Linked DNA regions of Mus musculus: region 1 is linked to region 2. A link is a contact called in public Micro-C data. All regions are on one chromosome and are shown on one strand. The core of a region is the stretch at or near the end of the contact, and the rest is flanking DNA. Distances in the headings are between cores, read along the strand shown.

Region 1 (3,359 bases), core at 613-3,112, 220 kb after region 2:
GCTTGTCCCCAGCAACCACATTAAAAAGGCATGGTGACACCAGGAGACAGTAGCGGTAGCACAGGGCCTTAATCCCAGAACTCTAGAGGCAGAGGCAGAGGCAGGCAAATCTCTAACTTCGAGACCAGCTTGGTATAAAGAGTGAGTTCCTGGACAGCCAGAGCTACACAGAGAACCCTTAACTCAGAAAATAACAAGAAAGAAAGAAAGAAAGAAAGAAAGAAAGAAAGAACAAAAGAAAGAAGGGAGGGAGGGAGAGAGGGAGGGAAGAAGGAAGGAAGGAAGGAAGGAAAAAGAAAGAAGGAAGGAAAAAAAACCACAGGCATGGTAGCACATACTTGTAGTTCTTGTGTGGAGGAGGCAGGTAGAACTTCCTGGGAAGGGAGGAGGGTGGGACAGAGGGAGGGGGGACAGAGAGTGATGCAGATACAGACACAGACAGACAGACAGACAGACAGACAGACACAGACAGAGACAGAGACAAAGAGTTTAGATACATATTTAGGCTTCAAAGTCAACTACCTACCTAAAGTAGCTGCTTCACCCCTGCTGATAATAGTCTTAGAGTTTGCTTCCCTCTCCTGGCCAGATCCAGTCAGTACACTGCGGTGATTCCCAGGCTGCTTTCGTGGCTCTAAATCCTTACCATCCTTCTGTCGTTCTCCTTTGAGGAAGGTCTTTATCTGTCAGAGAGCTTCAGTTTAGAGATTTCTTTCCCTTTCCCTTCCCCTTTCCCTTCCCCTTTCCCTTTCCCTTCCCCTTTCCCTTCCCCTTCCCCTTCCCCTTTCCCTTTCCCTTTCTCTTTTTCTCCTTTTCTCCTTCTTTTTCTTTTTCTTTTTCTTTTTCTTTTTCTTTTTCTTTTTCTTTTTCTTTTTCTTTTTCTTTTTCTTTTTCTTTTTCTTTCTGATCAAGCATTCTGTCCTAAACTTTAGGACAACGTTAGCATTTTGGTTTGAATCCCATAAGGACGCAAGTAGAAGACAAGGTTTGAGTGCATGAAACATTGAGACAGTGAGACCCACAGGAACGTGCCAACATCAGCCAGTGAACTGGGAAATAGAAAATGATCGCTGACATCCGTATTTTCAATTTCTTGAGGAACAAGTAAAACACTGTGCTTATTTGTATTTTGTTAAGGAATATCTGTTTAGTCTTGTGATTTTTAAGTTGTAAACTTCATGAGTGCAGGAGTTTGCTTGTTTGAGACAGAGGCTCCCTAAATAGCCTAGGCTGGCATCAAACTCACAATCCTCCTGCCTCAGACTCCCATTGTTGAAAATTACAGTCGTGTGCCCAATAATACCTAGGTAGTATAATAGTTTTAAAATAATATAAATATAAATAATATTAATGTTCTCACTAGGTAACAAAGCAACTTAAGGAAGGAAGGGTTTAATGTAGGCTCACAGTCTACCATGGGTGGGAAGGCACCCAGGCGGGGACGTGGACACATGGTGTTTGATGCTAGGACACCCAGAGGAGAGCTAATGTTCAACTTTCTTTCTTTCTCCCCACCCCCACTCACCCCAGGACACCAGCCGTGGACTGATACTTCCCTCATGTAGAGTAAATCTTTCCAGCTCATTGGACTGAATCTAGAAACCCCACGTTCCCCCAAAGACATGCCCAGCGTTTGATTCCTAGATCCTGTCGACAGTATCAACGCTCATACTAGCGGTCCGGAATGTTAGATACTGGTCACCTAACTCTGGAACCTGATTTCTCATCCTATAGAAAAGCAGTTAGTCAGAAAGCCCTGACTAAACTCAAGTGCCAAATCGCAGCAGTGAGATGATGAGGAGGCAGGAATCCGAGCAAGGGCTTCATTGTTGTTGGCTGTAACTGGTGAAGGGGCGTAGCTTGGGCACTGGCCAATCTGAGGCAAGGAGGAAGCGGCCATAGGTGAATGAATACAGTCTCGTGTGGCAAGTCCTGTGGGGAAGTGAGTGTGCTTTCTTTCTTCCTAGAGCCTGTGACCAGCCCTCAGGGAGATGACATGTGCCGCAACATTCTTTCTGTGACCCTGTGCGGGCAGTGGTGATACACGCTCATGCTTGGTCCGTGCAGGTCCTCTGAGCTTTCCTGCATGTGGCTCCTCTGCCAACCCCTCTCCTCAGTCTATCTATGCAAGACTGGCTTCTGATCCCACGAGTCGCTTATTAAGTGTAACTGTGTTATGTAGTTCCTTCACCACACCGCCGATTCTCCCTCGGGACTCTGTTTGCTTTCTTCCTTGTGGCTTTTAATTTTTAATTGAATTTATTGATTTTCATAATAGCCTGTTTGAGCTTTTGTATCAAAGTACCATAAATTCGATAGGTTATAAGCCATAAAAAATTATTTCTCACCCTTCTGGAGCCTGGGAGTCTGAGAACAGGTTGCAGGCCACGCAGGATGGGGGCTTCGAAATCTGGAATTAGTATTCAATGAACAGGATAGCCAAGAGGAAGGCTGGAAGCTATTTCTTCTGGAGCAACTCCCAACAGATAGATCATGCACAGGAAAGTGAGTGCTAAGAAAATGGCCTTTCCTGCAGCTAGGGAGATGGCTCAGTGATTGAAAGAACTTACTGTTCCATTCCCAGCACGAGCATGACGGCTCACAATTGTCTACAACACTAGCTCTGGGGGATCTGAGATTACTAGGTCCACACATGGAACCTGCACATACACACATGTAGGCATACAGGTAAAATACAAGTAACATTATGCAGAGCAAGTTACATTTAGGAATGTGTATGTATCTACACATACATATATGCAATATATATGTATGTACCCATACATATATGCATATAGCAACAATTAATTAAAAAAAAGAGGCCATGAATTTGAAAGAGAGCAAGGAGGGACATGTGGGAAGGTTTGGAGGGAGGAAAGAGGAAGGCAAAATATTATAATTATACTCCTAAAAATAAAAGAAATAAAAAATAAATATTTTTTTACAAATAAATAGAAGGCTGCCTTACCTTTTGAACTACCACCCTGCTCCATAGCTTCTTTTCCCTTTTTCTTTCTTTTTTCTTTTCTTTTTTTTTTCTTTTTTTTTTCTTTTGAGACAGGTTTTCTCTGTGTAACAGTCCAGGCTGCCCTGGAAACTCTCTCTCTCCCTCTCTCTCCCTCTCTCTCTCTCTCTCTGATTTATTATGTATACAACATTCTGCCTCCATGTATGGCTGCTGATCAGAAGAGGGCACCAGATCTCATTATAGATGGTTATGAGCCACCATGTGGTTGCTGGGAATTGAACTCAAGACCTCTGGAAGACTCAGTGCTCCCAACTGCTGAGCCATCTCTCTAGCCACTTATTTTTTATTATGACTTGTCCAGTCCCCCCAATTAATTGAGGCAGAACCCTAA
Region 2 (3,373 bases), core at 295-2,794:
CTTTAGAAAAGCAGCCATGTTTCCTTTCAGAGAATCTGAAGCTTTTTCTACGTTTATTGATCTTGAACATACCTAGGAATTAGAATTTTCATTTGAATATGCATCTCAGTTTGAAATGTTGAGATTTCAAAATAAACACCTCATGTTTAGGGTGTGTATGTGTCTGTGTGTGTGTGTTTACTGAGTATGGATGTTCAGCCTGGATGTCTACTTGTGCACATGTCCACGCCTGATGTCTGCAGACCTGAAGGTGGCACTGGACAGATTCCCTGCAACTGGAGTTACAGATGGTTGGGCTGACATTGAGTGCTGGGAATTGACCTGATTCTCTACAAGAACAGCCAATGCTCTTAACTAGTGAGTTGTCTCTCCACTGCTCCAAATAACTGAACGTTTATGTTTCAATCACTAACCACTGATTTGATTAAGTAATTTAAAACAAAAGTCCAAGGTAAGAATTCATTAAAGAAAGAAGTGGGACCAACCATTTTCATAAATTCAGGCATATGTAGTTAAGAATAACAACTTGTGAGCCGGGCGTGGTGGCGCACGCCTTTAATCCCAGCACTTGGGAGGCAGAGGCACGCGGACTTCTGAGTTAGAGGCCAGCCTGGCCTACAAAGTGAGTTCCAGGACAGCCAGGGCTATACAGAGAAACCCTGTCTCGAAAAAACAAAAAACAAAAAAAAAAAACCAAAAAAAACAAAAAACCAACTTGGTTGCTTTAAGTTCCTATCTAGGATCTGCCTTCTATTCTACTAAGTTTCAAGAACTCTTCTAACATATAAGAAGAAAAAAATACTGCTAAGCACCCTCAAAAAAGGAGTAATCCAAATACCTATGACAGATTACTACACTGAGAAATAAAGTTATAATGCTGTTTTTGTTGTTGTTGTTGTCTTTTTCTTTTTCCTTTGAGACAGGGTCCCATATATTCCAGGCAGCCTCTAATTTGTCATGTAGCTGACAATGACCTTGAACTTCTCATTCTCCTGAAGGAATCTCAGTGCTGCCATTGCAGACTTGTGTTACCACAACCGTATTACATGTTGATGGGAAGGAGCCCAGGGCTTTTGTGCAGGCTAAATAAGCACTCTATCAAGTAAGCTACATCTTCAGTCCAGTAAGAAAAACTTTTCAGAGATCAGCAATGATGCTGGATACAAAACATATAAAGTGCATCATGCCTGTAATCAATACAGGTCCATACTAAGAAACGTGTAAAGTTAGGCGAGGTGCCACATGCCTGTGATCTCAGCACTTGCTAGACCAAGTTAAAAAGATACCAAGTTTGACACCAGGTAGGCGAAGCAATCGGCCTGTATCTCAAAAGGAAACAATTAAAATTTGACAGCTGACAAACCACTCAGCAGTAACTCTGAGGATCCCAAGGACAGATTCCAGCATGCACTTAACAAGCTCAGTGTCCCTGAAGATGCATGAAACCCAGCTCCAAGAGAGCAGAGATAGGAGGACTCCTGGGCCCTGCTTGTTTTCTGCACAGTGGAAAAACCACAAGCTCAAGGATCAGCAATGAGACCTTGATTCAAAAGATTAGGCAGAGGGTGACAGAGGGTGAGGTGAGTTAACACCCTCTTCTGGCCTCTGAGCTCATATAAAGGTGGATACACATATGTACATATGCTCACTTGAACACTGAAATAAATTTTTTAGGTCTGGTGAGATAGTTCAACAGGTAAGGGAGCTTGGAAAAGCATGATAATATTTGAGTTCCAACACCAACCTCTCTCTACATGTGTGCAATTGCATGTGTGCGCGCGCACACACACACACACACACACACACACACACACACACATATACAATAAGCAAATACACATATAAATATAATACGACGTTGTTAAGTTTTTAAAAATTAAGACCTGGGGGCTGAAGCCAAGTGTAGGGTTCATGCCTTTATCTTAGCACTTGAGAGGCAGACATAGGCAGTTATCTCTGGGTTCAGGGCCAGCCTAGCTACATAGATAGTGCTAGGACAGCCAGGGCTATGTAGTTAATTGTCTCAAAAAAACAAAAACAAACATACAAAAAAAAAAAAAACCCTTGGGGACTGGAGAGACAGTTCAGCAGTTAAGAGCACTTACTGCTCTTGCAGAAGACCGGGTTCACTTCCCAGCACCGTAACAAATGGCATACAGCTCAGCTCCTTGTAACTAATTCCAGAGGCTCTGATGGCTTCTGGCCTCTGCAGGTACCTGCACACACATGGTGCCTATAAACTCAGGCAGACACATAAACACGCACAGAAAATAAATCTTAGGCAAGCGTGGTGGTGTAAGCATTTAGTCTCATCACTTGGGAGGCAGAGACAAGTGGATCTCTGTAGATTTGAGGGCAGTCTGGTCTACACATCAGGCTTAATAAATAAAAACAATGTTTCTTTGAAGAAGAAGAAAAAAGCAGATCATTAGGGTACAGCCCTAACTGCAATAGAGCAGAGCAGTCAGTGAAACAGCAAAAAGAATGCAAGCAAAGAGCGCAGCAGAAACAAGGAGGCAAAGGAGGAAAGGCCTGCGTAAAGGGCAGAACACAACACTGGGGCTCATGCCTACTTCACCACTGGGAGGCTGGGCACAAGAACAATGAAGCTGAGGCCTGGGCTACACACACACATACACACACACAACAGGAAGAAGTTGAGAAAGGAGAGGAGGAGAGAGAGGAGGAGGAGGAGAAGGAAAGGAGAGAGGGAAGGGAAGGAAGAAGTAGAAGCAGAAAGAAGGAGAGGAAGAGGAGGGGCAGAGGAGGAGAGGGAAGAGAGGGAGGAGAAAACAGAGAAAGAGGGGGAGAAGAGGGGGAAAGGCAGCTGCTGCTACTCAATTTGTTAATTCTGTCAGCTCTTAAGCACAGAAAAGAAACACAAAGGTTCTATTACCATAGATAGGGGAAATGCCTTACCTCAAGGAGAAAATCTATTTTTTCTTTGTTTGGTCTAAGAAATAGTTGATTGAACTGGACACTAATTGTTCTGCCTTCCAGTACATCTCGTACTGTGTTGCAGACACAAATTTTAAAACAGATTTCATCTAGAGCTTCATTTCTACAAAACACAAAAGTAGAAAAATGAATGTTTTTATTATAAAACGTGAACAGTTTTGAGAATTAACATTTATGATGTTCAGTATTCTACTAAATACCATATACCAATTCAAAAAAATGTACAAAAAAGAATACAAAAAGAATTCTAAAGATTAAGCAAGTGAAAGAACTGTACTACAAATAACTTTCTCACTGCAAGATTTTTAAAAGAAACTAAGAAAAAAAACAAAACAAAACTGTAAAATGTCCCCACTGGGCTGAAGGCTGGCTCAGTGACTAAGAGCAGCACTGGCTGCTTTTCCAGAGGATGTAG

What was found. A called contact is a pair of places that touch in the nucleus more often than the background predicts.
Region 1: a contact with region 2 is called in a Micro-C map of granulosa cells, with 2.1 times the contacts expected there. The contact joins two enhancer-like sites. A contact is called at or near these places in 2 of 484 Hi-C or Micro-C datasets (the G1E-ER4 cell line and granulosa cells), 1 of 115 datasets of contacts at active chromatin or transcription factors (stem cell-derived neural progenitor cells) and 1 of 9 other capture datasets (pancreatic islet).

Annotation. Positions count from the first base shown.
Region 1 is chr4:11,453,434-11,456,792 of GRCm38.p6, forward strand. No RefSeq gene overlaps it. Among named protein-coding and RNA genes, the nearest start is that of Virma, 31 kb to the right of the region's middle. Within about 2 kb of position 1,863, at least 163 of the 459 cell types and tissues checked have an H3K27ac peak or open chromatin away from gene starts, as enhancers often do. A contact at or near this core is called in granulosa cells, where this site is marked.
Region 2 is chr4:11,231,652-11,235,024 of GRCm38.p6, forward strand. Ints8 (integrator complex subunit 8) reads right to left here. Exons shown (of 27, transcript NM_001159595.1): 10 at 2,920-3,061; 11 at 2-72. Among named protein-coding and RNA genes, the nearest start is that of Ints8, 21 kb to the right of the region's middle. Within about 2 kb of position 1,545, at least 14 of the 459 cell types and tissues checked have an H3K27ac peak or open chromatin away from gene starts, as enhancers often do. A contact at or near this core is called in granulosa cells, where this site is marked.